Linked DNA regions of Mus musculus: region 1 is linked to region 2. Evidence: chromatin contacts called from public Hi-C data. All regions are on one chromosome and are shown on one strand. The core of a region is the stretch at or near the end of the contact, and the rest is flanking DNA. Distances in the headings are between cores, read along the strand shown.

Evidence for each region. A called contact is a pair of places that touch in the nucleus more often than the background predicts.
Region 1: a Hi-C map of muscle stem cells shows a contact between it and region 2, with 1.8 times the contacts expected there. The contact joins two enhancer-like sites. A contact is called at or near these places in 1 of 15 datasets of contacts at CTCF or cohesin (the NIH/3T3 cell line), 9 of 484 Hi-C or Micro-C datasets (Sertoli cells, cortical glia, embryonic stem cells and 1 more) and 8 of 115 datasets of contacts at active chromatin or transcription factors (CD8 T cells, double positive thymocytes, embryonic stem cells and 5 more).

The regions. Positions count from the first base shown.
Region 1 is chr3:144,610,406-144,614,117 of GRCm38.p6, reverse strand. No RefSeq gene overlaps it. Among named protein-coding and RNA genes, the nearest start is that of Selenof, 42 kb to the right of the region's middle. Within about 2 kb of position 2,172, at least 52 of the 459 cell types and tissues checked have an H3K27ac peak or open chromatin away from gene starts, as enhancers often do. A contact at or near this core is called in extraembryonic endoderm stem cells and muscle stem cells, where this site is marked.
Region 2 is chr3:144,504,506-144,507,990 of GRCm38.p6, reverse strand. All of the region lies in intron 1 of Hs2st1 (heparan sulfate 2-O-sulfotransferase 1), which reads left to right. Gm43707 reads left to right here. Exons shown (of 1, transcript XM_017319867.2): 1 at 1-3,485. Among named protein-coding and RNA genes, the nearest start is that of Gm43707, 5.9 kb to the left of the region's middle. Within about 2 kb of position 1,555, at least 142 of the 459 cell types and tissues checked have an H3K27ac peak or open chromatin away from gene starts, as enhancers often do. A contact at or near this core is called in extraembryonic endoderm stem cells and muscle stem cells, where this site is marked.

The sequences.
Region 1 (3,712 bases), core at 923-3,422, 110 kb before region 2:
CAGCCATTGTGAGAGGTTAGTTAGATGGAAGGGCAGGGGGGTGAGCTGGAAGAAGATGGAGATGGTGCAGTTTATTATGGCACAGCCTGGCGTGGGATGCACAGCACATTCGAATGTGGTCCGTGGGAGGGATCAGAGATGGAAACTGAGAAGTGGTGGCCAGGGAGTATGGGAGTGTGTCAGGGAAAGGTAAACTGCAGGCTTTGGTTATCAGCCCTTGTGTGTCTGCCTGATGCCCTAACAACCTGTGACCTCACTTATTCAACCCAGGTCCATGTCCCTGCTAGATGAAAATCAGTAGGTCTTGTTCTAGATGACATTTTATTTATTTATCATGGGAGGTGGGGACTACAGGTACCATAGGATGTGAGGTCAGACGGTAACTTAATTTTCTCCTAAGAGTCCCAGGGATTCGACCCAGGCTGTCAGGTTTGGTGCAAGCACCTTTACCTGCCGAGCCATCCCACTGACCTAAGAGTGAGTCGTTCTTGAACCAAACCGAACTGGCCCTATTAACAACACATAAAAACAAAGCAAAGAGTGAGGTCTTGCTAATCTCTGTCCCCTATCACTCCTCTGTTGTCGGCTTTAGCAGACCTGAGACTGCTATGGAATGCTTCTCAGGGACTTTATCAGGAACACATGCTCCCGGGCTGGAGAGATGGGTCAGTGGTTAAGAGCACTGACTACTCTTCCAGAGGTCCCGAGTTCAATTCCCAGCAACCACATAGTGGCTCACAACCATCTGTAATGGAATCCAATGCCCTCTTCTGGTGTGTCTGAAGACATCGACAGTGTACTCATATACATAAAACAAATAAATCTTTAAAAAAAAAAAAAGAAGAACACACACTCCTAATGATCAACACTCAGGATGCTGAGACAGGAGGATTACAAGTTCAAGGCCAGAATAGGGTATTTGATGAGATGCCGTCTCAAACAAACAAAAATGGAGCCGAAAGCCAAATCACCCCCACCCCAAAGCATCCCAAGGTCTCTGTGAAGAAAGTGAGTTTTCCTGTCATTTGAGCTCTGACAGTCCCTTCAAGCCACAGACGAATAAAGGCCATAGTAAACTCAGAGTAGATGGCACGTAGCAGAGACCTCTGGAAGGCATGGAGGGGACACAAATGATATAAAATGAAAAGCACTCCCTGGAAAAGTTTGATGGTAAAAGCAATGTCACTTTGTACAAGGAAGTTTGTATGATGCTAATAAGCAGACGAGAGGCTCCAGGGAAACACTCTTTCTAGACTGAAAGCAAATCGTGTCTAACTAACGTTCCTAACTAAGACCTCTGAGCTCAGTCAGGAACATCTATCATTTCGTTATGATGGGACTGAGTGTATACCACACGCCGTGTAAGTGAAGCCCAGTCCATGAAAGGATTAAACGATCAGGGCAATGCTTAAAGTCTTTCAAATAATGGTTTCTTCACACAAGGAGGGTCTTTTCTCTTTGCCAAAGTCCCATCATCACATTCCGTTCGTTCTAGCTGGCTGACCTGACATTGCTGCCCTTTGATTGCTGGTATTTGGACAGATAGGACTTTGAACAGTGAGTTAACCTTTGTGGCAACTGCAGTATCAGTGGGTGGGCCCAGAAGGAGTGTGTTGTGTTTTATAAAAAAGATAAGGAGTGAAGCGATATGTCTGGTGGATGTGTAGTCAGGTGTGGGGGAAGGGGGTGTCTTCATGGGCCCATGCTGGGGTATCCCTTCCCTGTAAGGTACCAGCCACACAACTGACCGTATAGTATAGAATAGAGTCTATTCAGGGCATGGAGAGGGGTGTTGAGAGGGTAGTAGAGACAGAGAAAGGCAGAGAGAGAGCCGAGGAATACAAGCTGGCCATGAGCACGGAGAGAGAGGGAGGAGGGGAAGGGGAGGAGGGGCAGGGGAGGAAGGGAAGGGATGAGAGGACAGAGGGAGAGCAAGAAGGCATGAGAGAGTGGAGGGGGCGAGCAGCCCCTTTTATAGTGAGTCAGGCACACCTACTGTTGCCAGGTAACTGTGGGACAGAGCCTGGACAAAGTGCTAACAGAGTGGACAGTAAGGTCATCAGGAGACTGGGAAAATGGAGCCTAGGTAAACAAGATGCTTCAGCACAGGGGCGGCAGTGGTGCCACAAGTTTACACTGAGTGAAAATGAAGGGTTAGTAATCACCCACAGAAGAAGGGAGGCAAAGCCGCAACAGAAACCAGAGTACAGTTGGGTCAAGCAGTGAAGAGTGGAAAACAGGACTAACAACGCAGTTTTCATTGCATAATTGTGATGCAGACTGGGAAGCCGGCCCACCCTCCCACCGACAAATAGCAAGCATCCCAGACTTAAACATTGCCAGAAAAAAAAAAATAAGCTTTCAGTAATGAACTGTAGCTAAGTTGTAATCCTGGCTCTGGGGCTGATGGGAGCATGTTAACCAAGGCCCTGGGGAATGTCAGAGACGTAAGCTGAAATCATGTTAATTCCTGGGTGTTCCAGAAGCCTCTGTGCATCGACATGATTGTTTGATTTCATGAAACCCTGACTCGTCACTTCTACACAATAAGAAGCAAAGACTGGTCTCAATTTCCTGCCAAGCAGTTTTTAGGTCACCCCTGGCCAGAAACATGTCTGTTTAGGGCTATTTTAATTTGGAAGTGTACTGGTATGTGCCTGATTTATGCTCTTTGAGGAAAAATCAGTATTGTTCGGGATGCGCTGTAGTAGTTAAGACTCAAGGAGCAACGTGGCACTCAGGTCTGGAATGGGGAGACACGGAGAAGGCTGAGTTTTACCCTACCCTCTGTTTTAACTCATCTGGGATTGCTATGACAAAACACCTAACTGAGGCAACCCAGAGAGTGGCGATTCTCAACCTGTGGGTCATGACCCCCGGGGGGGGGTTGCCTAACAGGTATCCTGCATATTAGATACTTAATTAGGATTCAGAACAGTAGCAAAATTACAGTTACAAAGTAGCAAGGCAGTAACTTTATGGTTGGAAGGGGGCCACCGGCATCAGGAAGGCTGAGAAGCACTGTGATAGACATTTACTGGGAGCTTAGAGTTTCAGAGGGTGGATTCATGACCATCACGGCAGGGAGCCCGGCAGCAGACATGCAGGTATGGGGGTGGAGCTGGAGCGGCAGCTGGGTGCTTATGTACTGAGCTTTGAGCTTTTGAAACCTCAGAGCCCACCCCAGTGACACACCTCCTTTAACAAGGCTATACCTTCTTATCCTTTTCAAACATTCCCAGAAACAGTCAACCATAAGAGCCTAAGGGGCCATTCTTATTCAAACCACCCCATCCTCCCTCTGTGTGGCTCTGCTCTTGCCAATCCCTCTCCTCCAGACTCTCGCTCCTGTGTTTGCAGCCATGCTTCTCTATGGCTCTGACCCATGAGCTCTCGCTCATACTGACTTCTGCCTCACTGGCCATCTCTGCCTCCTCCCCCTCCTCCTCTTGCTCATCCTCTTCCTTCTCTTATTCTTCCTCCTTTCCATCTCCTCCTCTTCCTCCTCCTCGTTTGTAAGTACCCTCAGTCTTCCTTTTGGATAAGCCACACCTTCTTTGGCTTTACAGCCAATCTAGCTCTTTCCTAGAATTGTTCTCATTTCTCCAAAAAAAACCCGTTCCACTCTTCCCTCCACCCAATTTCTTTTCAGCTCACGTCTCTGTCACCCTCTTGGATCCTACTGTGTGGCACTGTCGTGGGTTGAATTGTA
Region 2 (3,485 bases), core at 306-2,805:
AGCTGGGCTCTAGGCTCCTTTTCATTCAAAACCACCACAGACATTAAGAACCAAAGCCAGCACATTGAGCAGGGCAGGACACACCTTTGTTGTCTTTTCTGGCCCCCTTGTAATTGACCAAACAGTGCAAAACAGTTTCTATTTAGTTTTTATCTATTTGTTTACTGTAGTGCTAAAGATAACCCAGGGATAGCTGGACTTTTGGCTGCTTTGTCTGTTCGTATTTTTACCACTTTATCCCTTCCAGTCCCACAAAACTAGGGAGGAGAGAAAAAAGGCTGGAGGGGAAAGTGGGCGTCAATATTGTTAAGATGACTTCCTGCTGAGTAGGGGTGTCAGTTCCTTCGGGCAGTTTTGGTCTTCATCAGGCTCTCTCTAGCCAGCTACCAGTGACAGCAGGTGCAGCAGGGCTGCCCCATCTTGGGTGCCAGCATTTCTTTCTCTACCCTTTCAAGAGTCCCTAGAATCCCATGGGTCATACATTTGCAGAAACTGTCTGCGAGTGGCAAAATCATGTCCCTGCCAGAACACAAGGCAAATCATAGTCAGCTGCTGTGGACAATCTGAAGCAGCCCATGTCCCACACCTGGGACCAAAACAAACTACATTCTTGTAACGATTCTGTTTTTTACACTCTGTCACCGAGTTAACAGCCCAGCCTGGAGCAGTTTGAATAATGCTGCATATTTAACAGAGAATACATTCTTAAGTCTCTGGTAGATCTCCTCTTAAGGTTCATTCGTAATAGCCAGCAGGTTTCTTGTTTGGGGCATAGGGTAGTAAGACTATGGCTGTGTGGCACCAGCTTTTACAGTGGCTTCCTGTAACCTAACGCCAGAATTGGGTCTCGGTGGGAGCTGGGCATTTATTTGGTCAGCCTGGGAGTCTCCCAGCTCCTTGATGTACACCTGCCAGGGAAAGAAGCTGCTTTACTGAAAATAAAAGGAAAAGCTGGTTTTCTTCACGTTACCCACTAGTGGGGTGTGGGTACTACAAAGAAGGTAAACAAACACTGAGCAAGAAGAGTAACTTTGAGAACCCAGAGATGCCATTTGGCAGCAGACTGCAGACTATACCTTCTCAGCATTGATCTCAAACCGATATTACTTAGTTCTCAAAGATGCTGACTGGAAGCCAGCTACCCCCAAAGGTCCCAGGTAAACATGGCACAGTGTCCACCTAGAATCTGAGGCACAGCCTCTGCGCTTACTGACAGAGATCCAGGGTGGCTGTGACAGCTGTTGTTAAACTCCAAGGTCTTTAAGTAGGGACACCAGGGCAGTCTGCATCACTGTTCGTGAACCCTAGGCCCTTGGACTGAAAGAGAATTGTCACAGTGTCTTTTTCTTTCCTCTCTCCAACCTAACATAGTGGCTGGTATGTCACTTGGTGGATTCTAAGCATCAGTGAATGAATGGCACTGCCCCATTGGTTTGAGATTTCACTGCAGCTTATTTTTAACACTCAGGAGCCCAGCAAAGGAAAGCACCAGCAACAGCTGGCCAGTCCAGACAGGGAACTTGTTTATCCCTAACTGAGCTAATGCTGAGTCATGTTTGCCTAAAGATCCCTCATGTCAGGTGCCCAGCTGGGATTCCCAGCCTTCTGGGGAGAGAGAGGCTCAGAGGGAGAGAGAGGAATTCGAGGTGGACAATAAATTCCTTCACTTAGATAATGAACACAAGGCTGCACAAAGCTGCGCAGCTCTCAAGGGGAGCGTGCCCCTCACCCTGGCCACTCCCTGTCTTGCTGTTGAATCCAACTCTAGAGGAAGCTTGGTGTCAGACTCGGCTGCATATCTGAGAGATGGTGATGTGTGTGTTGTGCTATGCGGTGATGGGCAGCCTGCTTTTGACTCTGTTTTTCCTGAAGTCAGGGCTCAGTTGGAGGTAGTGAGAGACCCCCAAGAAAAGCAGTCACTCCCATGAGTCCTTTGACGCCAGGCTAACTCTCCTAATGTCAGTCAGGTCTCTTGACACTCAATTCCCTCTCTGGGATATACAGGCCACAGTAGAGGACAGACTGGGAAGTAACAACCCTATTGCTAGGCTTGTACTCTCATGGAGAATTTCTCATAGCTTCAACAAATAAACAGTTCAAGGGAACATCCATTTACCATACTGGAGTCTGGACCTAGGAGGCCCCTTAGGAACCAAAGGAGGAAGCAGTAGGATGGAGAACCAGATGGTTTGGTCTGAGTCTGTGGATGGCCCAGGGGGTGTGCATTGGTCCTCAGGGGCATGTGAGAGGGTACAGTGGTGAGGTGGAGGCATCCTGCCCCCTCGCTCCCCAGCACTAGGGAGGCTGAAGTTATGAAGTGGTTCAACTTAGGGGCCTCATCTCCAGCCGCCCTATGGCTTTCCTGGATGAAGCGCAGAAAGACTAACATTTTAATTTTTCTATTATGTAGACAGCGTGAAGACTCAAGGACAGGAATTAGATTTAGCCCCTTGGGATTGAGCTGCTAGAAACTACAGGTTTAAGGAGAGAAAATTAGATGAAAGGTTTTGGGGAGACAAGTACTTATGGCAATATCAGATTTATAATCTTACAGGTTTTGTGTATTTTTAAACATCTATTGGAATAATTAAATAAGTCAATCACCATGCTGGATACATCCTAGAGGAAGATGACAGGCACAAATACAGACATGCCTCCTGCTTCATCGGGGCTTACAGCGTATCCAGGATAGTAACCGAGGACCCAGGTCAGGCTCCCACAGTGGCGATGCAGTGGGGGAGCAGAGGTGGTGCAGCCTGGCTGGGAGCTCTTTCAGATTCTGTGCACAGGGAGGGTCTGCAAAGGTGAGCACCAAGGCCATGAGGAGACACCATGGTGGATCCTTGAAATGTGAAGAGGAATTACGTCAGCTTTTCCCCCTAGAAATGAGTGAAACGTACAGAAGAAAATAATACTTTAGTGTTTTAAAAGCAAACACTGAAAGATAGCCAGTGCTTACACAGAGCCCTGAAAGAGCCTGAGAGGAGGAGCTGCCCGTGCTTCTCGAGATTGTTCTGCGTGTGCTGCCTGTACATCATTTCCACCGGTCTTCCTCCCATCACCTCCACCCGTGCCTCCCTCCCCTTCCTTCACTGTTATTGGGGTGGGGTGTGTGTGTGTGTGTAAAATCTGCTGAGTCTAAGTGTTGCTTATATGCGTATGTGTTTAAAGGTGACTGGTTGAGATTGTATAACTTACGGGGCCACCCCCTCTCCTTGTTTCCTTCCCTCCCTCCCCTACCCCATCCTCTGTCTCCATTGATCCTGTAGCTCTTTATCTAGAGGTGGGACCCCGTGAGGTTTTCTCATCACATCAGCTGCTGTTGTCACTATGCAGGGTCTTACTATATTGTTTTGAGAACTCACGTAGCTTCCCTGTCACTTATTGACGATACCACCTAACAGCAGACCAGGGTCTCTGGCTCTTACAGCCTTTCTGCCCCTCTTCTGCATTATTCTCTGAGCCTTATGTGTAGAAGTTGGGTT